2 separate regions of the Zea mays genome follow, and region 2 is linked to region 1. Evidence: chromatin contacts called from public Hi-C data. All regions are on one chromosome and are shown on one strand. Each heading gives the region's core, a stretch centred on a gene start, on an enhancer-like site or on the middle of the called end of the contact. The rest is flanking DNA. Distances are from core to core; before and after follow the strand shown. Region 1 holds the start of LOC100282629 (Signal peptide peptidase-like 4). Region 2 holds the start of LOC103626499.

Region 1 (4,928 bases), core at 611-3,110:
CTGCTTCTCTAGCACTCCATGCTGACCAGTAGGAAGCACCAAGTACTGTGCCAACAGCCATAAGCCATAGAAACACCTCTGCAGTGTCAACTACAGGTCGATCTGGAGAGTAAAGCTGCACAGAAACTAAGGAAGAGACAAGGATAAGTCAGTACATGGTAAGCTATTTCAGATAGAACAAAGGACAAGTCCACATAAAGGTGAAGGGTCAGTTAAGTGTTAACACCTTTATGTTTCAAATGGAAATTAAAATGCTGGTGACAACGGTAAGTTAACATTTTACCTGTGTTACCATTTGTAAGAAGTGTATGTAAAGCAGAACCTGCATCTTTTGGTAGGAGAACTGCAGGTATATTTATGTCAAGGTCGGTTTCATTCTTTTCGCAGACCATCTTGTACAATTCTGTAGAGTAAATGCATGATAGAATTAGTGAAACCAAATACTGATACAAGTTGATCATTTTAATATCCTAAAAACGTAATGCAAGGTGTTGTTGGAGGAACATGGCTAGGATAATACATAACATTTTTACAAGAAGCAATGCCACAAGTTATAGATAGGGAAACAAGACAGCGCTCAAAACGCACCGTGGACATGGTTTATGATTACTATAGCAGAAGCACCAGCAGCTTCAGCAAACTTTGCTTTCTTTGTGAATTTGCACTTTCCCCTTTGAACTAAAAGAACATCTCCAGGAACCTAGAACGAGAATGAAACAATTAGAGGACAGAGCCACTAGGGGTTAGAAGATAGGCTGCAATAACTTAAGTTGCGGTTAGATTATAGGGATGAAAACAGATTCTTATTCGGATATCAATTGTTTTGATCTTTTTTCTTTGATTGTGAATAAATAGAATATATAATATGCTATACAAATTTGTATTCTTGTTTTTAGCATTGAGCTTGTAAACATTCATAAAAGGTAAATCTCAAATTTATTATATATCTTCTCAAACGATAGATATAAAATTCGGATACGGATACATATACTTTTACACTTTTTTGTTGTTGTAGGGAGTAAATAATGCATAAAACAATTTTATGCAAAATTTTATTCTTGTAGTAATGTGATTGATAACATAGGAAAAGGTCAATATCGAATTTCATACATATCTATTTTAAAATATTAAATTTATCCTAACAATTCGGTTACCCACTTTCATCACTAGTTGGATAATACCCACCTTATGTTTCGGAGGAGAGCAGCAGTCCATAGGGTCTGCCAGCGTGAGTTTAGTTCGGTTTGCGTGCTTCTCCTTGGAGACGATTTTTGGACCAAACCGAGCACCGACGCCAACAAACTCGCCACCCTCTTTGCCATTGACCCAGCTTTGCACTTTTACCTTGACAAATAGTACAAAGAAATGGAGAATCGATTTCAGTACTAAACAGAAACATTTGTGTGTGTGTTGGGGGGGGGGGGGGGGGGGGGGGGGGCAGCTGCTTAATTAAGGGTTAGGGAAAAGGCTAAGACTTTGTGATCTTACCAGGATAAAATCGTTGGAGCATCCAGGGATCTTGGGTGCCTCGTCATCGTGGTGGACGATATCACCGCCGGCCGCTGCCCCCGCCAGCGCTGACACCGTGAGCACCACCAACACCGCCGCCGCGGCCATGTTCTCTCCCTCTCTCAAACCACCCCCAAGAGCAAGAGGCCTGCTTTGACCCTCGCCGGAAATGGAAGGGGATGGAGACGACGGAAGGTGACAGGAGAATCGCAGAATCGCCACCTGCCTCGCCGAGTGCCCTCCTCCGTTTGGGATTCGGGTTTAGGGTTAGATCGGATTCCGCGGTCTACTACTGTGCCCCCGTCTCTTTGTTCACTCGAAAAATTAACTGCTTGTCACGAGTTTGGGTACTATTGACCCCAGTCCACATATGTTGACTTAGATAGGATGTAATTTAAACTAATTTATACTTTAATCCACCTCAACACGATAATACATATGAATTTTGATCAATAATAAAGTACCCAAATAAAACCTTAAGGCCTCGTTCGGCAGATGTGAATCAAAACCGGATCAGTAACCAATCCAGCCACTTAATCATGGTCACTAGTCTGTTTCTTGGCTGGGAATCAATCCGAAAGGTGGATTGTCTGAGTTTGTTCCAGGCCAAAGATTAAAGGGTTAGCTCGAATTCAAGCGGTTTTCTTTTCGGCCAATATCAAAACGAATAGTTCTAGCAGGTGGAACCGGATTCCAAACCAGACTCGTTCATTCCGCCTGGAATACAGCTACGAACTGTCCAATCAGCTCAAAGCGAACGAGCACTAAGGGTGGTGTTTGAATGCCTCCAGATAGTTTATAATATTAATTTAATTAATTTTAAAAATATTTTTAATTTAAATAACAAATAAAATGACTTGTCTAAATGTCTTCTAAAAGCTTAGAGCTCCAGTTTCATTATTTTCTGGAGCACCTAATAATCTGTTTCACCAACTCCACCAAATTTACTGGAGTTAGAACTGCCCCAAACATAACCTTAGAAGTGGTGGCAAATTTTTACTATGTCATGACTGTGGTGTCAGTAACACAATGTAAATGGATGCTAAAGTAAAGTGGCGAAATATCAAATTCCTCTTGTTCACTCCCATCTCAGTCTTTCTCGACTCTTGTTTTTACCGACTACTCCGTCGGTCCTAGAACGATACATTTTATACCTAAGAAATTAAATAATTTTAAAATTAACTAAATTTAAAATATAATTAAAAATATGTAGCTAAGTGTACAAATTATCATAATTGACATACCAAAATAAACAAAACTACAATATATAAATCACAAATCAAAATCTCTACTACTTCTTAAGAATAGAGTGTAGGCATCCACGGTGCATGGTTCTGCCTTCCTCCCGTCCCACCGATCCGTCTTCCCCTTCCCCTAATCACGCACCCCCTACCCCGCGGATCCACTGCTGCCGCCCCCTATCGCGGGCAGGAGTCATATCTCCCTTCTCCTTCTTAAACACCATCGCCATCACCGTGCCGTTGTGGAGTCCTATCTCCCTCTCAAACGTCGGCACGCGGTGGATCTGCAACCCATGCCAGGATGTGGTCGGGGACAAGCTAGGGCGTGCCCTCCCGCCCCATCTCCCCCACCGAGGCTCTAGACCGCCATGCTTGTGTCTGCTGCGGGACGTCTATGCCGCCATCGCCCTCGCTCGGCCCCCTCCGCGCACGCACAAACCACTGTTCCCCCGCTCACTCCACCGATCCCCCTCCCCTCGGATCCTCCCTGCAAATTAGATCCCACCGAGTGCTCGCCCTGCCCGCGTCCCTCGCTGCTTCCCTACCTCGTCGCCTTAAGCAGCTCTAGAAATCCTCTGCCCAAACCACTGCCACCGCTAGCACCACCGTCGCTACCACTACTAGCAGCAGGATCTTCAAGGTGGTGTCGTGGAGCTACGCTGGGTACACGTTGCAGGAGTTGGGGCCAGTGGGCACAACGAACCTGAGCCGCACCAAGGTGCACATGCTCATGGCGGATCTCGCCGCTGACTTCCTGGGAACGCCTCGACCAGGACGACGACTCGATTCGCGAATGAAGCCAGTCGTAGTACTCCCTTCTCAGATCTGTGCAGTCGTGGTGCAGGAGCGCTCCTGGCACCCCGCCGCGTCGGTGGCTAGGGTCCCCTTGCCGGCGCTGGTGTCCAAGTCGCGCCAATCACCTCAACCGCGCTGGTGTCCTCCTCTGTCATATGTGCGTTCGTCCACCCTCCATTTGTAGATTTATCTGCATCTGCTCTTTGCGGATCGTCGAATCATTGTTCATGTCATATGTGTTCGAACCGTTTCTTTCAGATATCAAGAGGTGGATCTTGTTTCTGCAGTGAGTTGTTGATCTGGAGACAATCGAGAGTAGAGTGTTGAAGGCACATCTCCAATATTCCTACACAAAAACACAATGCACATCAACTAACAGAAGTGCAATACCCTCTCATGTGAGTCTATTCACATCTTTTTTTTTTGATGATTTGTTTAAACCTTACTGTGTGCACGGCAGAATCACAGTCCCTGCATCGCTGGCTTGCCATGTTTTCTCTCTTTTGCCACCTCCTAGGTCAACTATTGCCATTGCTTTCAGTTCAGATGGAAAAACACTTGCATCCACAAGATCATTTTATACAAACTGAACTGAAAGACATTTATTTTGTTAGTGGCGACCATACAGTGAAATTAATTGACTGTCATATAGGGAAATGTTTGAAGGTTTTAAGTGGACATCACAATACAAACTGAACTGAAAGACGTTTATTTTTTCAGTTATCAGCCTCATCAAACTGTATTGAAAGACACTAAACTGAACTGAAAGACAACAAACATGCCAGGTAATTGTATTGCAAAAGAATATAGTAATTATGCACCTAAGGAGAAAGGGAAGAAGCATACTTTTTTTGGCTTTGGTGTGTGTAGTTCCCATTATAGATTTTACCAAGTATCAAATGTACGTTGCTTATTGTTTGATGACTAACATCACGCTGAGGTCTTAATTTTAAAAAAATATCGCTGAGCCTTAAAACATATTCAAACCAATCCTTTTATAGTGGTATGTTTCTACAGCCTTTTTGCCAATTGGATTTAGTCCAGCATCTGACACTATTGTAGATTTCAATCCATGGGTCGATGAGTTAAATGGCTATTTTAAGCTAAAGCTTGTTTTCCTTTACAAGAGGGGTTTTTATCTAAAAGAATATCTTTGGAGTGGTTCTTTGACAGTCTATGAAACCATCCTTTTTATTTGATACTGAAAGGGAATTAGGCTTACACCTAGTCCCTAATTAATTTTGGTGGTTGAATTGCCCAACACAAACAATTGGACTAACTAAGTTTGCCCAAGTTTATAGATTACACAGGTGTAAAAGGTTCACACTCAGCCAATAAAAAGACCAAGTTTTGGATTCAACAAAGGAGCATAGTGGGAACCGA
Region 2 (5,181 bases), core at 913-3,412, 480 kb after region 1:
TAAGCGTGCTCAACTTGGAGAAACCTGGGATGGGTGACCAGATGGGAAGTTCCCACTGGAAGGAAAATCACAGTCACCAGAGTTCGTATGACTGAAATATTGGTCTGGCTGGTCTTAGGTGGACTGGACAATATGACAGATGAGTAGTTGAAATTTGGGGTGATCGGATGATCGATGAATAGTGACGACGAAAAGACTGCCATAGATATCATCGATGAATAGTAAAGACGAATAGTAACGATGCTGAATAGTAACGTGAATAGTAACGATGAATAGTAATGGTAAATAGTGATAGTGAATAGTTCGTATGAACGAACGATGAACGATGAATAGTGACGATGAACGATGAATAGGAACTATGAACAAACGGACGAACGATCGAATGATCGGACGAACGAACGATCGGAATTTCAGCAGCATAACGGCAGGACAAAGATTATCTGGAAGAACGATGAATAGGAACTATGAACGAACGATGAACGATCGAATGATCGAACGATCGGACTTTCGGCAGCATAACGACAGGAAAAAGATTATTTGGACGAACGAACGGATGAACGATCGAACGATCGAACGAACGAACCATGAACGATCGGACGAACGAACGAACAAACTAAGAACAGGGGGACGAACGATCGAAGAACGACCGAACGATCCTTGTGCTAGTGTGTGCTTGTGTGGAACATGGAGTGGGTGTGTGTGGGGGGGGGGGGGGGGGGGAAGAGAGTTGCCATGAAATGGCTTGGGGTGGGATGAGAGGAGGCCCTTGCCCCTCTATTTATAGCCATGATGGGGGGATTAGGGGGAGGGATGAGAGGATTAGTGGGAGGATGAGAGGATTAGTGGGAGATTAGCATGGATTTGTCTTATATGAGTGTAATTAGCTTGTAGAGCTCATCGTATGACACTGGAGGCATACGTATACGTATGAGCATGAGGAAAGTTATGAAGAAAATATTTGTAGGGACTTGAAAAATGATTTTGAAGGTATTTCTTAGGAAGAAAATACTTGGAGATATATCGGTGGAATATTCTGGCAGTATTTCTGGAAAGAATTTGAGGGGGCCACTGGGGAAATATCTGGGTAGTATTTCTCGAAACAATTTGAGGGGGGATCACTGGGGAAATATTTGTAGGATATTTGAGGAGGATTTTGGAGAGAATATAGACCACTATATTTTATTTGTTGATATCAACTCGCAAACAAACATTCTGAAATGAAATTTGAAATTCATTTTGAATTTAGAGCGAGTTCGAGAAAATTTCAAGATTTGAAATTTTGGGATGCTACATTATCCTAAGTCCAATAACAACATTTAGCGGTCCAAAATGCATTACATGGCACAATTTCATGGTTCAAATACATTACATGTCATAGTTTTATAGTTCACAAATACCATCAAAGATACAATACATCTTCCGATGAAGATTATTTCCACAGGTGTGCATTCCACTGATCATGTGTCGTATTATACTAATACTTTGCTCACGCATCAACTACGCCTTTACTTCGCCCAAGTCTACCAGATCCACGTAGAAGTGTACTCCACGAGCCCACCAACATTTGGTAGTACTTAGGCTCCTCCCATTGGGACACCCACCTCATCGATTTTCGAGTCACTTCACCGACCGAATAATTCACATGCAGAAGAAGGGTGAAGATGAATATTGTCTTTCATTGCTATAACCAGGGGTACAATATGCTTACCGTAGGCCGTCATGTCCCATCCCGTGAACGTGGTCCTACGCTCCCCAGGTGTGTCGTGATCTTTGCTTTTATGTAGTGTCTTCTCCTTTCTAGAAAGTGTTCTCCTAAACATGGCACGAACATCCCCTTGGGAGGAGCCATCACCTGTCTCATACATGTCACTGCTCCCCTTCCTTGGAAGGTGTTGCTTGAAACGTGTAACAACACCCATTTTACTGTTTCTTACAATACTTGGACTTAAATTCGAGATATATATTGTTCCTATATTTCTAAACCGGATCGATCCGATCCAACATCCCTAAAAATAGTAATAATATTAAATATTATTACAAGTAGTAGTACCAAACTACCAATGCTAAAAAGATTTAAAATTTAAAGGAAGAAAATCCGTGAAACCTAGCTATCAGAGCCCCCATTTTATCTCTATCCGGGACCGATTAATACTAATCAACAAAATCGTCGGATTTTTTTTTATTTTTTCGAAACTTGTTTCATTTTTAGTTTAAACTCTATTGCATATTTTCAAATTTAGTTTTAGTGAAAATCTTAAAGTAGCCCATAGTATTTGTATAAAAACTGTCATCATTTTTTTCTTCAAAATTTATAAAATATCTCAAAATTAAATGAGTAAATTGATGATACGGCTTTATCCACCGTCATCTAGTTCGTGAACCTTGGTTCTGTCGATGCAGCTCATCAATTCCATTCCCAGCTCCGGAAAATCGAGAAATTTCGATTGGTTATTTGATTTGATTTGATTCTGGCCGTGCCGAACCCTAGCTTCCATCTCGGTCCAATCTCAGTTCCACATATTGTTACTCCTCGGCAGCAGAGGAGGCCGTCGTGGAATGAGTTGAGGATGACGGCATACTACTCGTGCTCCTAGGAAAGGTCAGGGAAAGGAAGAATTCGAGCCATGGAGGACGAGGCGGACGGCGGCGGCGAATCCTTCGTGCTGCGCTCCGGCGTCCGCGCGGGCCTCAAGCGCGAATTCGCCTTCGCCATCGCCTCGCAGGCCGTCCTTTCGTCCTCATACGCACCCCTGGGCCGCACCCGCCGCTCATCCCGCATCCTCAACCCATCGGCCGCTTCGACCCCCTCCGTCGCCGGCGCCGCCGTCTCGACATCCTCCTCCTCAACCCCCGACACAAAGCCAAAAGCCAAGCGCCCGCGCCCACCAGATCCTCCCCCTCCCCCTCCCTTCCCCCCTCCACCAGACTATGCCCCTGCCCCCGGAGAAGACCATGACGGGGCCGCTGTCGGCCCCGTGCTCGCCTTGATGGCTGCTGCTGGGCCCAGCCCTCCGCCGACGCCTTTGACTCCGCAACCCCATGCCGACGCGGATGCGGATCCCGCACACCTCGCCAACATCATCATTCCGCCGGAGTCGTCGCCCAGGCGCATCACGCGCTCCATGCTCCAGCCCAAGTCTCGCCTTCCTACCGCCGCTCGTTCTCCTGACAATGCGGCACCGCTCAAACCAAAACTGGAACCGCCGGAAGAGGAGGATGGCAAGCCGGTTCCAGCGTTGAGGCGCTTCACCAGATCACTACTGGTCAAGGACAAGGACAGCAACGACGACGACCTCTCAGGCACCACCACCGCCAGCAATGCCTCCTCCCCTTCGCCCAAAACCAACACCACAAGTACCAGCAGGAGCAGCAACAAGGGGAATAAGAATACAAACAAGATTCCCACCAACCTCAGGGAGCTGCTCGCCACCGGCATGCTCGAAGGTCAGCCCGTCAAGTACATCATGAGGAAAGGCAAGGTATGTATGTCGCCATACTCTCTATTTACTGACCCACTGTTAAATCGCAAATCTGTTCCCTTCACTCTTCTTTCTTACTATAAGAGACGCCAGCAAAAATAATATCCAACGAAAAAAATAATCTAAAATGGAATGCACGTTTGGCAATGATTTCATTTCATACACTGTCAAGGCGTCAGGTGCATCCAAGTAATAAGACATTGCTGGATAGGTTAGTACTCTCTTCATTCCAAAATGTAAGCCATTCCTGCTTTTATAGATACATAGTTTTTGCAATTTGGAACGGAGGGTGTATAAAGTAACAAAACCAATAAAACAATAAGTGCTTTGTCACCTCTGACATGAGCATGGCCTTCTCGGCAAAAAGAAAGAACGAAAAACGTGACACATTATGGTGAATGCAAGATGTGATATCTATTTGCTGCTTTGGATGCTACAATATCTTTTCTAGAACGCGCAGGAGACCCGCGCATCTTTATATTAGAGAGAGAGAACCATACAACGGGGTCACAACCCAAACAAAAGAAAAGAAAAAAAGAGAAGAAAACAAACAAACAAAAGAGAAGAAAGGAAAAGGATTACAGGAGAGCAAAAGGGCTCGATCCGACACTTCTCATGAAGCAATCTAGCCCAAGCTGACCCAAACCTTTGGCGCCAGCCATGATCCAGCAAGCAAGTTCATCATTGAACTGCTGCTGTACCTTCTGGATGGAGGGAAGATCCCCATAAAAAAACAGTTCTATTCCTCTGCAGCCATAGGCACCAGCACCCAAAATGATGGCACTATTGATCCCTTTTCGCTGTTCTTTCCTTACGCGGTTGCTGGTCCTCCTCCACCATTCCTCAAACGAATCATCTTCAGCCCTAGGGGAGAGGTGACCCATCCCTAGAGAAGAAAAGAGGTGAAACCAGAATTGCCGGGCGAAGACACAGCTAGTGAGGATGTGCTGCACCGTTTCACTCTCCTGGTCGCACAAGGGGCAACTATCCCGGTACGGTAGCCCTCTTTTCCCTAGACTAGATGAGTACCCGTGCGTTGCAACGGGGATATATAATAACATAATAACTTATATACAAAATGTGTCTATATTGTTATAAGAAAATGTTTCATAATCCATTTGTAATCCTAGCCATACATAAATTTTGTTATTTTAATTTAGCTGTTTCACTACTACATTACAACCATCAGTATCATGCAGACTTCGATATATGCCACGATTTGTATGGTCTCATCATTGAAGAGCACGTGCCACACCTGCCGGTAGAAGTTCCCTCGTACATTATCAGTCATCAGGTAGGCACCACCATACACGCTTGCTTAATCAAAAAAAGCAAGTGTATGTGTTTGCGAATAAAATTAAAGGCAGGCCGACACAAAAGCTACCCCGACGATGACGAGTGGTCATTGTTGTCGGTTCTCCTCTGCGTCACCTCTGGCGCCAAGATGACGCCATAGTCCTTGATATAGTAGTCGTCGAACGCGCACGACATGGCGAGTACCGATGAATCTTGGTTGGGCCGCCAAACGAAGTGCACCCCGGACTCATCAGCGAGGTAATACATCTAGCCGTTGCACCACCGGATGTGCTACTCCTCTATATACATCTTGTTCGAGGACACTCACACAATGTCAGCAACGACCGTCGTCCCAGCGCACAAGAACTCATGGCTGGTCAGTAGTGACTTACGTGGCAGGTTGAGC

What was found. Hi-C and Micro-C count contacts between places; a contact is called where the count stands out from the background.
Region 2: a Hi-C map of leaf shows a contact between it and region 1, with 4 times the contacts expected there. The contact joins the promoter of LOC103626499 here to the promoter of LOC100282629 in region 1. A contact is called at or near these places in 4 of 25 Hi-C or Micro-C datasets (bundle sheath, endosperm, leaf and 1 more).

Annotation. Positions count from the first base shown.
Region 1 is chr5:67,426,765-67,431,692 of Zm-B73-REFERENCE-NAM-5.0, forward strand. It overlaps LOC100282629 (Signal peptide peptidase-like 4), which reads right to left and starts at 1,861. Exons shown (of 14, transcript NM_001155537.2): 1 at 1,489-1,861; 2 at 1,186-1,344; 3 at 589-700; 4 at 284-403; 5 at 1-126. The coding sequence starts at 1,617.
Region 2 is chr5:67,909,415-67,914,595 of Zm-B73-REFERENCE-NAM-5.0, forward strand. It overlaps LOC103626499, which reads left to right and starts at 2,163. Exons shown (of 18, transcript XM_008646912.3): 1 at 2,163-3,479. The coding sequence starts at 2,625.